2 separate regions of the Mus musculus genome follow, and region 1 is linked to region 2. The links are chromatin contacts, called in public Hi-C maps. All regions are on one chromosome and are shown on one strand. The core of a region is the stretch at or near the end of the contact, and the rest is flanking DNA. Distances in the headings are between cores, read along the strand shown.

Region 1 (6,691 bases), core at 3,775-6,274, 250 kb after region 2:
TGCTGTTTAGTGTAGTTTAGTTTAGGTTTGATTTAATATATGTATAGACAGACAGACAGACAGACAGACAGACAGACAGAATCTCATGTAGAAATATAGCCCAAGCTGGCTCCAAACTCACTGCATAGGTAAGGGTGACCTTGAACTTCTGATCCTCCTGGTTGTCTCCTGAGTGCTGGAATGACAGTTGCTCGTGAGCACATCAGGTTCCAGGCCAGTTTCTTATGACCTTAGTGTCGGCGTGTTCCATAGGAGGTGATGCTAGCCTGTGCTAGGCCAGAGGTGAGGAATGCCAGATTTCTCCACAGTGTGAAGGTATTTCTGTCAGGTGTGGTGGCTCACACCTTTAAGTCAAGCACTCAGGAGGCAGAGGCAGATAGGTGGATCTCTATGAATTCTAGGACAACCAAGACTATGTAGAGAGACTCTGCCTCAGGAAGGGCAAAAAGTACTAGGAAAAAAGAACAAAGCTAAAAACAAATTGAGCCATCACACCAAACACCAGCAGCCATCAACCAAGCCAGAAAAGATGCACGCTGATCTTCCTGATTCAAAGGTTTTCCATTCATGGTTTTTCCCATTTTGCTTTAGAAGATGGTGATATCCTGGCCCAGAGCGTGAATCAACCCCTGGGTCTCCTACCCCCGATGAAAGGAAAGAAAAGTTCAGAGATCCAGAGAGACATGGACAGAACCAGGACATCGGGCTTCAGCAGTCCCACAGGTTGCCCAAATGAGAGGGCACCGCCAGCAGGACCAGGTAATCATTCTGGGGTGCATGAACTCTGCCCCATTGTCTATCCTATTAGCTTTTCTGTGTACAGGACTGCCGGGCAGCCATGAGCTAGCTCCCCACAGAAAGGGGGAAATGGTATTTTCCAACTATATTAGTGAAATCAATAATCAATGTTCAGCCATCCCCTGAAGGTTTGCTTCACTGATACGCACCCACAGCTGCTTCCTCCTCCCGGCAGCCGTGGTGATGACTTGACTGCCCGAACTCCTAAGGTGCACATCACTGGGTTCAGTAGATGTACTTAACACTGCTCCAAGCGCGAACCCTCCCTGGGCACAGGAACCAGTAGACCTTGCAGTAGATAAAGTTAGCCGAGGGAAGCCATACTCCAGCCTGAGGCAGAACTGAAGCCTCTGTTCATAGGCAGAAAAAGATGCTGCATTCCTATTGGAAGATGAGGCAGGGCAAGCCACGCCCTCTGTTACTGAGCCCCACTTAGACACAGGCAGGCAAGGTGGGAGCACGGGTGCAGTAGCAGCTGACACAAGGACTTTGAAATGTAGGCAGTTCAGAAAGCAAAAGTTGCTGAGAATCTCAAGAAAGATGCCATGCTGGAAACGGACAGGAATTGTCACAAGTGCAGCTGGGGACTGGGGAGCTGGCTCAGCAGTTAAAAGCATTTGCTCTTTCCCGAGGACTCCTGTTCTGTTCTCAGCACACGTTGGCTCACAAGCACCTGTTAACTCCAGTTCCAGGGAATCTGACGCCCTCTTCTGGCCTCCCTAGTCACTGGGCATGAACATAATGCAAATGCATATATTCATACACACAAACCCTCATACACATAAAATAAAAATAATAAATAATAAATCTTAATATAGTTTTAAAATGCAACCCATTCACAGTTCCTCCTCCCTCAGAGCCCTGAGCCACTTCCTCCTCTGGGGAGCACCACATGAAGGAACCAGCAAGTGAGGGAGAGACAGGTTATGCAAAGCAAGAGGCATCTCTGTTCACAGCACAGCTCATAGTGAGAGAACAGGGGAGCAGAGAGCCTCAGGAGACAGCAGTTAGACTCCTTTCCTTTCATGCTACTTGGAAACAGGCTGCCGCTATTTAAATCAATCACTCTCCCCCTGCCCCGTCTCTCTCCACTTCCATCTCTCATTCTGTCCCCAAAGCATGTGTGGCTGAATTCTTGTAAGCATAAATTAAATATTTAAGTCAATAATTCCGTTCCATGTTTGCAGCTTCTCTGTTTAGAGCTCAGTAGTCAAAATCAAATCCCTTCCTTCCCACTCTCCCTCTTTCTGTCCCAATGCCTTGGAGCTTTTTCTCTCAGCTTCATCCCCCTACGCATGATACAAAGGACCCAAGTTTGACTAGTGCACCTTCTTCAACAAGGGCCACCCTGGACAAGTCCTGACACCTATGCACACACAGTCTTGGGACATCTCATAAAGGGAGAATTTGATTAGACTGGAATGGCTCAGCGTGGACTGAGACAGGAAGTCTCGAGTGTATTACTGGTGTGTGTGTGTGTGTGTATGTGTGTGTGTGTGTGTGTGTGTGTGTGTGTGTGTGTGTGTGTGTGTGCGCGCGAGAGAGTGAGAGTGTATGTATGCTTATGGATCTCAAAGTTGTAGTGGTATATGTATGCTTATCTGTCCGAGCAAGGACACAGTAGTGCTGTGTGCATAATACATACCTGTGCGTGTCTAAGCATGTCTTAGCACATGTGTAAGATGAATTCAAGCCAGTGACAGAGTGCATGTTTCCCTGCACATGGCTCATTGTTTGTATGTGACAGGTATGTAAGCTTGCATGCCTATGTGTACAAGGCTGTGTGTGTTAGTCTCTTGAGAGTATGCACATATATGCACATGTGTAAGTACCTTTATGTAATTTGTTTGTAAGTGAGTCTGTGCCCCTCAGCATCTACCCCAGCTGGAGGCCTGCCTCACCACTGCCCCCTTGCATTGAACAGGACATGGAAGAGTAGTGTAATGTGAGCTACCAAGTTGACTTAAACTGATTAGGAGTTGCCTGCTTCAGACTTAACCTTGGCAGTGACAGTCACTATGCACAGCTGGACAGTGCCTTCCATGGCAGACATAGTGAACAATCCCTTCCAAAATTGCTGAGGGGAGAAGAGTAAAATTATCAAAGTTGATAACTTACACACAGAGCGGATCATTTCCAAGCATCATCCCTCTGAAAAGAGGCACATCCGACAACATACAAGTCAAAGTCTTGTACAGAGTACGAAGTGTTGATACTATCTCTGAGAACTTAAAGACATTAGATTTGCCTAATCTAAATAGCACATAGTCGCTGAGAAACATTAAGTTCTTATTCAACTAGTCAGGTATTTTGACATTTAAAAACCTCCCACAGCCAAACCACAGGAACTGTAGGTTCACAGCCTATCTCCACTATTAACTTTCAGGAAGATAAAATTTGCTTTTAATATTTGTCATTTTGTGTGTGTGCATGTGTGTGTGTGGTGTGTGTGGTGTGTGTGGTGTGTGCACATGCCCTGTGAGCCCTTGAGTGGCTGGTTAGACAGCTTGGGGCATCACTGTTTTTCTTCCACTCTTTGGATCTGGGGCCTAATCAGGTTGCCAGTCTTCGTGGTGGGTGCTTTTAACTGCTGAGCCATCTCAACATCTGCCCCACAACTTGTATCTCTGGAGGGTTTGGTTCAATGGCCTTAAGCTGAGCACATTCAGGATGATTGGCCCTCCTTCACTGAGCATGCTCAAGATCAGACTCTCCCATCTACCAATGGATAAAACACCCATGCTTTCCCATGGAATTTCCAGATAGAAGTGTCTCTTCTTACTCCTGGGGAGCCTCTTTAATATTGATGGAGTTTATGCTAATTATGTCAAGTGTGCTCAGAGAGGGCTCTGTGGGTCCCAGTGCCCATCCTGTGCATCTGTCTCGTCACCTGGCTGCTGGGCTGTGTTCCTTATATCACATTAGTAAACCCAAGGGTCTATGAGCAAGCTCTGTGAAAGTCCTGAGAAAGTATCAGACTCAAGGTGGGACTCTCGGGAGCCCAATTTGTAACTGGTGGGTCAGAAGCACAGACCACAAGTGGGGACTTGCAGTCCACAGCTGCCATGGGGACAGCCCTGTGGATCTGAGCCTCTAACCTGAGGACTCCGGCTAGCAATGTCAGCATCTCGCAGAGGCACAGGAAGCCCCACTGTGGTCGGCCACTGGTGTGTCTTGGCAAAAGGAGAACCTCCCTCCACACAGCTGGTCACAGGCGTGTTCTGTGCTGAGACAGAAGAAGGAAAACCTGTTTTTCTTTCATAGTGAGTTTACATAAACACCTTGAGTTTTTGCAAGTAACCAAGGGACAGACAACTTCCTTGTGCAGCCTGGGAGTTCCTGTGCAGCCCCAGCGTTTGGTCCTAGACTGTGATTGTACACATGGAATACCTCACAAAAGCGTTGACCCAGAGAAAAAAAAACTAAGGCAGGAGTCGCCAACTCCTGTACCCAGGGACTTGGTTACACTTAACTGGAGATGGACCCCCACTGGCTTAGCCCCACCTTCTAAATGCCCAGAGCTGCCACCTTCTCCAGACCCTGCATGGGTATGGTGTATGATCATGGAAGGCCCCCAGAGGACAAGGCATGGACAATAGAGCCTTCTAAACTCTGGCAAGCACAGAGCACACCAGAATATGCATTCCAGTGCCCATTTGGGCTTAGAGGAACGCAGCCAGGCTCGCTCTGCCTCCCTCACCTGCACTGGGGCTAACGCCATCCATGCCTGTGCTTATTTTCAAGAAGACTCCAGAGATCTGACATTGAAACACTTCTTGCTGAGTCCAGATGGTGAAAACGTCTGCCTGACGCTCCCGAGGCTCATGGGAACAGAGGTGCTTCCACTGGGACAAGGTGAGGTGACACAATCTGGGTCAGCCTCCTTTTCAAAGGGGGAGGCTTCACCTTCAGTTACCAAAGGTTCCCAGAAGCAGCAGAGACATCATTAAAACCAGACATGAAACAGCCAGGTTTTCCCGCTCTCTGACACAGAGGTTCCTCTGTGGTCTAGACACAATAACCCTATGTTTGAGGAACAAGTTCCCTCTTGCCGCAACATCTGGAGACAGGAGTTGCAGAGGAATAGCTTGGAAGAGCTCTAGTGTGCCAGGCCGGTGCCTTGATCAGGATGATAAAGCCCTTTTGGTATTTGCCCAAACCAAACACTGCCTTTTCTCTTCTTTCCAACCACGCTCCTGAGGTGGAGGTGGCTAATTGGCAATCCAATCAGGCATCCTTGTTATGTGAGTTGGTTCACTGCTATGAGTCACCTGGCTCCTGATAGACAGATGGCAAGGCAGTTTCCAAAACCCCTTCTGGCACGGGAACGTTTTTGGAAAAGAGCTGCTGGCTCTGGACAGTAGCCATTTTACAAAGGAAAAAAGAACTAAAGTCAGAGGGTGATGAGTATCAACCACCCAGAACCCATGAGGATGGGCTCGCACGAGCTGTGCAGCCAGCAAGCCCCTTGATGGGGAAGATTAAAAGCTGCATGAATTGGTTATGTCACAACTGGCTTAATGAGGAGGGCCTGGATTCAGGGCCAGATTTCCATAGCCCTGGCTTGTCCTCTGTGTGGACTAATGATGTTTCCTGTGTCCATGTTTCCTCACCCAAAATGACAAGAAATACAGAGTGGGTGTGAGAGGGAGAGGAAGAGGGGGAGGGAGAGGGAGAGAGACATCCCTTGACTGAATTTTACAGCCTGCATCTATCGCTGTAAGTTCTACCCACTATAGGGATTTCTGGGGAATAGGATAGATACATTTGCTTCTGAACCCAGCATCCAAGAGCTTCCCTCACCATTTGGGTTATACCAGAAGATGGATTTTCAAATATCTTGGGTCTGAATCTGTTGGAGCAGTAGTGAGACAGTTGGGAGGACTCTATGGTACAGCTGGTGGGCCAGCAGGGAAGCAAATGGGACGGTCACCTGCCACACATTTGTCCGTGCTGTTCCTGAAGTAGTTTCTCTTTGGACGATGCAGAAACAGGAATATTTAAGTGTTAAGTCTGTTGTATATATATAATGCCCCAGACACTTCCTGGTCTCCAGCACCCATCACAGTTCCAACACATAGAAGTGCTCACTGAAAAAGAGTTCAGAGGCTGGAATGGACTCGGGTAGAGTGCCTGGCACATACAAGGTCCTGAGTTTGAGTCCCAGCAAACCCCCCCTCTCCAAATTTTGGAGAGAGAGAGAGAGGGAGAGAGAGAGGAAGAGAGAGGGAGAAATAAAACTTAGGCTAAATCAATGGAAAGTTGCCCGCATCTTCTCCCAGTCCCAAGGATGGCACATGCAATTCCAGTTGCTTCTCAAATTCAAAAGCATTCACTGTGCTGAAGGAGTCAGCTAGGCAGTCTCTCTCTCTCCTGCTTTCCTTCAGAACAGTTGCTTGAGCTTCAGTCGTGATTCAATGATTCAATGGTGCCTTAGAAAGTGAGGGAAATCTTACTCACATCTTCCCACAATGATCCAAAACACCAGGTCCACCTTTCTAACAGGCCCCATTGATTGAAGCACATTTTTTGAAATTATACTCATTTATATTTTATGTGTATGGGTCTGTTTTGCCTGCATTCATATCTATACACCATGAGCATGCAGTGTCCAAAGAGGACAAAAGAGGGCATCATATCCTCTGTTACTGGAGCTTCAGAGACTTGTGAGCAATGAGAAGGTGGCAAGTTCGAGCCCAGGTCCTCTGAAAGAGCAGCTAGTACTTTTACTGTTTAGCCATCAGTTCAGAACACCTGAAGGGTATTTTTGTTGTTGTGTTGTTTTGAAAATCATTTGTAGACTTAGGGGGTTTCATCTTTTGATCTGACAGGGAGTATATTCAAAGCCCCTTTCCCCTTTGTAAAGGACTTGTTCTGCCACAACAGACTCTCA
Region 2 (6,991 bases), core at 4,200-6,699:
TGGGACAGGGTTTCTCTGTGTAGCCCTGGCTGTCCTGGAACTCACTCTGTAGACCAGGCTGGCCTTGAACTCAGAAATCCACCTGCCTCTGCCTCCCAAGTGTTGGGATTAAAGGTGTACACCACCACTGCCCAGTGTTCCTGTACTTTTAAATCATAATATTCTCCTCTATTCATCGGCTTTTCCCTTTTAGTTAGTTATTTCTGGAGTCTGAATAGCTGCACGGCTCACCGTGGACTTCCCCCTGTCCCAGGAAGATAGCTCTCTAGTGTTTAGCTATGTATTATGGCCAGATTCATTTTACTCAGGCAGAACTCCAGTTGCATCTCTAGTTCTGTATTCTGAGGGAAAGTGGACAAAATGATCAGATTAGATGACTTTGTTGTTTTTTTTTTCCCCCCATGTATTTTGGGGTAGGGGAGGGAGCCCTACCATGAAGATTACAAGGTAGCTTGAGGTAGTCCGTTTTCTCCTCCTACCATGCTGGTTCCCAGGCATCCAGTCTGGCGACAAGCTGCTTTACCTGCTGAGCCATCTCCGTGCCCAGATTTTGTTGCTTTATAACAACACATCTCAAACACTTGAGGTTTGGACGGTGTATTTTGTTGTTCGTTTGTTTGTTTTGTTTTTCCTTAGAGCAGTCTGTAACCAATGGTAAATGCTAAACAACATCAATAGTTGTATTTCAGTTTGGTTTCCTTGTGCAAAACATGGTTGTAATTGCTATGTATTGGGGCAGGAAAGAAGTCTTTGGAGGGTATATGAGGACAGAATGGATGTGAGAGGACTATAGAATTTTGAATTCAAGTGTTTTATTTTTTAAATTATTAGATTTATTTATTTGCTGTGTGTGCATGTGCGTGCATGTGCTGTGTGTATGTGCGCATGTGTGTATATGTGCACATGTGTGTATGTGTACATGTGTGTGTATGTGTACATGTGCATTCATGCAGACATCAGTGGACATCAGAGGTGGCACAGCCTGCATGCTGACATCAGAGGAAAACTTGCAGGAATCAATTCTTGGCTTCCTCAGTGTTGGTCCCAGGGATTGAACCCAGACCATCAGATCCTCAGGGCTCCCCGAACGCTAGGCAAACTCTCTACCACCATGCCACCCACTCCTTAGCCCCACTGTGATGGTTCATAATATGTATTTATTATAGAATGGCTAAACCATGCCAATTAGCATATGCATCACTTTAACACATGTATCTTTTTTTTTTCTCAGAGATACTTTTGAGGTATCCCATGGTGCGTATGTGCTACACTCCTGCTGCAATAAACAGGAGCCATCTCTCTGACATGCTAATTTATTTCCCCCCAATACATATGCTACAGGGCAGATCAGAGAGCAGCTTTTTTGAGAAGTCTGCCACTTTTCATCATGGTTGGGCTAATTCAAATCCTCACCAAATTCCACCACATCTTAACCAACACCATTCTTTTGTCCTGTGGGGGAGGGGAGGCAGGGTGTTGCAGTAGATATCATATAGCCCAGCCTTGGACTCCTGATCCTCCCAAATGCCGGACTACAGGTGTGTGCCACCATACCTGGTTTACGCATTTGTTGGAGATTGAACCCTGGGTCTCTCATGTACTCTAGGCAAGGACTCTACTACTCCATTAGCTGAGTCACATCCTCGGTCCAACAGTCACACAGTAATATTCCCATGGTCCTAACTACAGTTATTGTCCCAACTGGCATTTCTCTGGTAATTAGTGATGTTGAACATTTTTTCACACCTTTGGCCATTTGTATTCTTCCTTTGGGAAATGCCTACTGGAGTTCTTTATCCGTTTTTTAAATTAGTAGATTCGTTCGTTCACTTGGTACTGAGTTCTCTGAGTTCCTTGTGCATGTTAGATATCAATCCCAATCAGATATATAGCATTTTCTATCATTCACAGATTGTTTCTCCATCCCATTATTTCTTTTTCTAGGTGCCTTTGGTTCTCTGTGGTCCTACTCATCTAATTTTGCTTTCCTTGCCTGTGAAATAAGTTTAAAAAAAAAGAAGCAGATTATAAAGTTTCTGAAGTTGTATCTTACTAAATGAGTTTCTGCCAAATGAATAATTGAAATTCTTAGTTTAAACTTCTAACATCTCAATTTAATAAGCTTTTTAGAATAAAATTTTTCCAGAAAACTTGGTATCCATCCGGCCTCAGTTAAGCATAGTACAAAGTAACCAAGAAGTCTGGGAACTTTCACCTTCAAGAAACTATGGATGTGTTTGTCATTCAGTCCTGTGTTGGTTCCTCCTCCCCGGCTTTGCCTTCTTTCCGCTGAACTTTGCCAACCAACAGAAGATGAATGGGTACCCATGAGTTACGCCCACTTGTTTACACGGCATCTGGACAAAAGCAGCGGATGCCCGGCTGAGAAAGAATCAGCTTCGCCTCCTCTGGGCTTCCCCCACAGAAGAATTAGGCTAGTTGGTCCTTCAAACTGGAATCCAGGTTCTCAGTGTCCCCTCAGGCTTGGGATGGTTCACAGGAACAGCTCAGAGCCCTCTCACTCACTCTTTCAGTTTGTTTAGAGAATGGATCAAAGCTCAGAGCATTTACTTCCTGGCATGACATTTCAAAACATATTATGGGAGGGAAAATAGTGCTTCAGTGTCTATTGTGCAAAGGCAAGCGCAATAGACCCCACAAGCACACCTCTCCACCAGGGACCTAGTCACCACACCAGTGGGTTTAATTAGTTAAATTAGTTATACTCAGCCAGACAATTAGCTTCCTGCTATAAAAGCTCAACCAGTGTCTCTATTCAGTGTTTTACAGAAAAATAATATCCAGAGAAGAGCTACACTGTAGTGATGTAAAAACAAACTACAAGGACGTGTCACAAAAGCCATGCTACTCATCCCACCCCCCAATAACTGGGATTTGTACTCACCCACTCACCCTCAAAGAGTGGGAAGATGGTGTCTGCAGAGCACCACGGTAATACTTCCATCCAAACTCCATTTAGCTTCACACTCCAGAGGAACTTTTATTTTCCTAGTACATCTTCATTAAAAACGAGAACTTAAGTTGGGACATCTGAAGCATAGGTCAGGTCCAGCAAGATGCCTTGGTGAGAAAAGGCTTGCTGCACAGGCCTGGAGACCTGAGTTCGATCCCTGGAAGCCACGTAAAAATGAAAGGAGAAAGCCAACTCCACAGAATTGCCCTTTGCCTTCCATACAAGTGTCGTGACATACACATGTACACACAGTTCTATAAAAGCATAAACCAGTTCTATTTCACATGATGTTGCCATTACAATCTGCCAGTGGGAAACCAAATTATAGTCTAAGCTGCTGGATATGGAGAAAATAAGAAAATGAGATGAATTTAGCAGAAAAAGCAGAGATGGAAGCGGGATCATGTTCAGCCAGTGTTCTGCTGCCTAAAAGTCAGTAATCTGTATCCTTTTATCTTTGAGCACATCCAGGAACGGCTGGATGCCCGGGCTGAGCCATAACTCAGACCAGCGGCATTTCCTGCCCATAAGCTTCTAGGACTGGAACAAGAGACAGCAACCAGTCGCTCCTCATGCTTCATACCCTAATCACTTGGCAGTCGTGCAGATTGAGTTGGTAGAAGCACAGGCTCGGGACTGTGGGGATATAATGCTTTGCACAATAAACTGAAAAAATGTTAGTACTAAAAAAAAAAAAAAATGTCTCCTGTATGTCAGCTGGATCCCTGTGGCATCAGTAAATTCTTTATTCCTTCCTACTCTGGATTCTGTGTCTCTGTGCCTGCTCCATCCAGCTGGCTTCTTCTTACCTTTCTCTTTCTCTGGCTCTGTGTAGGTTCTGGGAGTCCCTACAGAGGATACCTGGCCTGGAGTCTCCAAACTGCCTAACTACAATCCAGGTACAGTTCTACATATCCCAGGAGCTGGCAATGCCAGGAAAGTGTTGGCCACACAGAGTGTTCATCCGTTATTAGACCCAGCAAAGATAGACTACCAGATTTTTATATTTTCCAATGACTGTTTTTATTGTTTTGTTTTCTCTATTTATTAATTTGTTTCTTTGTTTCATTTACTTAGAACAAAGTCTCACTAAGCTAGCTTAGAACTTGCTCTGTAGCCCAAGCTTTCCTTGAACTCACAGAGAACTACCCACCTCTTTCCCAAATGCTGGGATTTCAGGCTTGTACCACCATGCCCAGCTTAATCCTTTTATTAAAAAGAAATTGAAATAACAATTAAGGTTAAATCAGTTCTCCAATGCCATAAAACCCAGGTAACAAGGTGAAAATAATTAAAAAGGACTGTTACCATGGAGCCTACGTCTATTTCCAAGTACCCCACGGCTTAAAGGAACAGCATGCCTTGAATCCCATGAGCAAGGAATTGTTCTCACTTTTGAGCCCATGCCGGTCACTGACTTTATTTCCTACATGTTTGAGCCTTGTCTAAAAGGAAAGCTAAAGCAACAGAGGGAGCTAGAGGCACACCAGACCTAGGCTAAGCCAGGAAAGATGCAACTAGAGAATTGTCTCTCTGCCTGACAACTGGTCATTTCTGTCACATATTGCCCCCCACGAGTAGCTGCTGGGGACAGATAGATATGAAACAATAGTATTGTCCACAGGGAAATCTTTGAAAAGTGTTCCCCAAGCCATGGCTGATGGTCAGAAAACCAAGAAGTCACTTCAAGGCATTGAGACAGAAGTGAGATTTCCAGTGAGCCAGAGAATGAAGATAGGCCATCTCAGAAGCCCTGGGAACCAGTGAAGCGAGCAAAGGCCCTGCTGATATAACCTTTCCCTGGCAGGATGGAGATCTCCCAGAGTGGAGGAAAGTGGTCTGAGCTAGACTATATAGTCTCTTTCCTCATTACCCCATTACTAAATCCCCAGATATCCCCAATTGTCATTTCAGATTTTGGTACGAGGTTTTCTTTGAAGAGTTTCATGAGAGCAAGAAATTGCAGGGAGACTTCAAAAGTGATTAAGGAGGAAAACAAGAAATCTGGGTGTGGTGATATCCACCCGTAATCACAGCACTTGAGAGGCTAAAGCATGAGGACTTGGGTCTAAAAGACCAAGAGAGAGAGAGAGAGAGAGAGAGAGAGAGAGAGAGAGAGAGAGAGAGAGAGAGAGAGAGAGAGATGAGAGGCTGTATCCTGCATCTGTTCCATTTGCTGAAAGAGCTATGCTCTATGGAAAGCTAAAGACTAACTGTAAAGTCCTTTCAACTTCTTCGAGAATGATCATATTCCTTGCTAAATTGCCTTAGGGTCATTTAGAACTGCCTTACTGTTTCTAGCTGTTTTTCCCCAGGCGTTTAACATGCTTGAGGTGTAGAGTAATGTCTCTCCCTTTGGTATAAGATGGAGATAAGAAAGAAACGCTGTTTATGGAGATCATTGTCCAGCCTGCAGCAGCTCCTGGCTCTAGTTGCCATGGTTTCCAGGAGAATCCCGTTCTCATCATTTCCCATCTATTCTGTAATCCCTCCCATCCACTCTTCTTTGCCGGTTGAAAATGGGCCCACTTACCTTCCTCCACTCCCTAACATAGCTACAAGCAGAAATGTAGACTCAAAACCCAGTTAGGTGCATATGAATACAAATTTGCTGTGGTAAACATAGGCAGCTACCCCAAATATCGAATACTTGAGTTGCAGGTTGGTCCAGGCAATAGTGAGATATCCCCATGACAGATGGTCATCAAAGCTAGGAACATTGCCAAACATTTCCCTGCCAGATTCCATGCTAAGAAGGTAACTGGGCTCTGTGGAAACAGAGAAATATGCCATGTTGTTCATTTTGCTGTCATGTCAAAGTAATGAGCAATTTTTTATTCACAAAGAAAATTCTCCAGTCCCAGTATCAGCGGGGCTTATACTTTTGCACTGTTGCTCCCTTCTGTTTAAGAAGAAGAGAAGCGAGACTGTTTCTGAGTACTTTCTATCTGCAGACTGGTGCAGGCCCTGGATGGATGAGCTGTGTTCGTGAGTCCACAGAGCATGGGTTTGGATTCATTCCCCGATTCTCACTGTGACTGCAGTATTCCTTAGTGAGGGCTGTTTCTGTGGCTTTGGGAAGCCTATGGTTGTGGGTCAGGCTAAGCATGAGAAGAGACTTGGAACCTTAATCACAGCCAGGGTTTCTAACCCCACTTTTGTTAAATCTTAAGACTGTGGCATATCTTGGGCTCGAGGTTGGTACCATATTAATAACTCGATCTAAAGGACCATATTTTAAAGGATCATCAAGGTTCCTGTCCCAGAGCAAGTCTTATGAGTAAGCAGGTCTCTCTTGGGGCATGTCCATCTGCTCCCATTCCTGAACTACAGCTTACACTTTCCACAGACTTGAACTGAAGTGATTTAAGAGACACTGAAGAGGAAGGGAGCGTTAGAACATTATGAGTTACCCCTATTCCCATCAGCAGCCCCTTCTCCATCCTCCCCTCCCCCACACTATTCCCAGGCTCTGGTTAAAGGCTGCCTTAATCTCTTCTTCCGTTGAAGTCAACATTTACCTTCTGCAGAGAAGTGAGGGCATGTGAGATTTGTCTTCCTGTGCTCAACTTAGTTCGGTTAACAGTTTCCTCCATGTTACTAGAAATGACAGAATCCCATTACTTTTTATGAATATGTAGTATTCTGTTACGAGTATACAGCAATTCATGGTTTCCATTTTTATTTCAAGTGATGCCTACCATAGTCCATTAGGCTTTGGCTAGTGTAAGCAGTGCTGCAGTGGACATCAAGTAGAGCTGTGTACGAAACACACTGGCTTCAGCTCCCTTGGATATTTGCCCAGCAGTGAGACTACAGGATCCTAGGGGGTTTGTTCCTGGTTTTCTTTAAAATAAAGATTTATTTAATAAATCTTTCCATAGCAACTGTGCTCACGTACATTCCTAGCAATAGTGAGAATAGTGAGAGCCCCACTTTTTCCATATCCTTACTGGCATTTACCATCATCATCACCACCACCACCATCATCATCACCACCACCATCATTTGTATCTG

The links. A called contact is a pair of places that touch in the nucleus more often than the background predicts.
Region 1: a contact with region 2 is called in a Hi-C map of cerebellar granule neurons, with 2.7 times the contacts expected there. The contact joins two enhancer-like sites. A contact is called at or near these places in 14 of 484 Hi-C or Micro-C datasets (Th1 cells, bone marrow-derived macrophages, cerebellar granule neurons and 7 more), 15 of 115 datasets of contacts at active chromatin or transcription factors (T-cell acute lymphoblastic leukemia, craniofacial prominence, differentiating embryonic stem cells and 12 more) and 3 of 9 other capture datasets (adipose tissue, embryonic stem cells and pancreatic islet).

The regions. Positions count from the first base shown.
Region 1 is chr1:59,562,052-59,568,742 of GRCm38.p6, forward strand. Gm973 (predicted gene 973) reads left to right here. Exons shown (of 19, transcript NM_001357842.1): 8 at 592-759; 9 at 4,543-4,653. Among named protein-coding and RNA genes, the nearest start is that of Gm28411, 14 kb to the left of the region's middle. Within about 2 kb of position 5,025, at least 42 of the 459 cell types and tissues checked have an H3K27ac peak or open chromatin away from gene starts, as enhancers often do. A contact at or near this core is called in cerebellar granule neurons and cerebellum, where this site is marked.
Region 2 is chr1:59,306,987-59,313,977 of GRCm38.p6, forward strand. Cdk15 (cyclin-dependent kinase 15) reads left to right here. Exons shown (of 14, transcript NM_001033373.3): 10 at 3,810-3,873. Among named protein-coding and RNA genes, the nearest start is that of Cdk15, 54 kb to the left of the region's middle. Within about 2 kb of position 5,450, at least 14 of the 459 cell types and tissues checked have an H3K27ac peak or open chromatin away from gene starts, as enhancers often do. A contact at or near this core is called in cerebellar granule neurons and cerebellum, where this site is marked.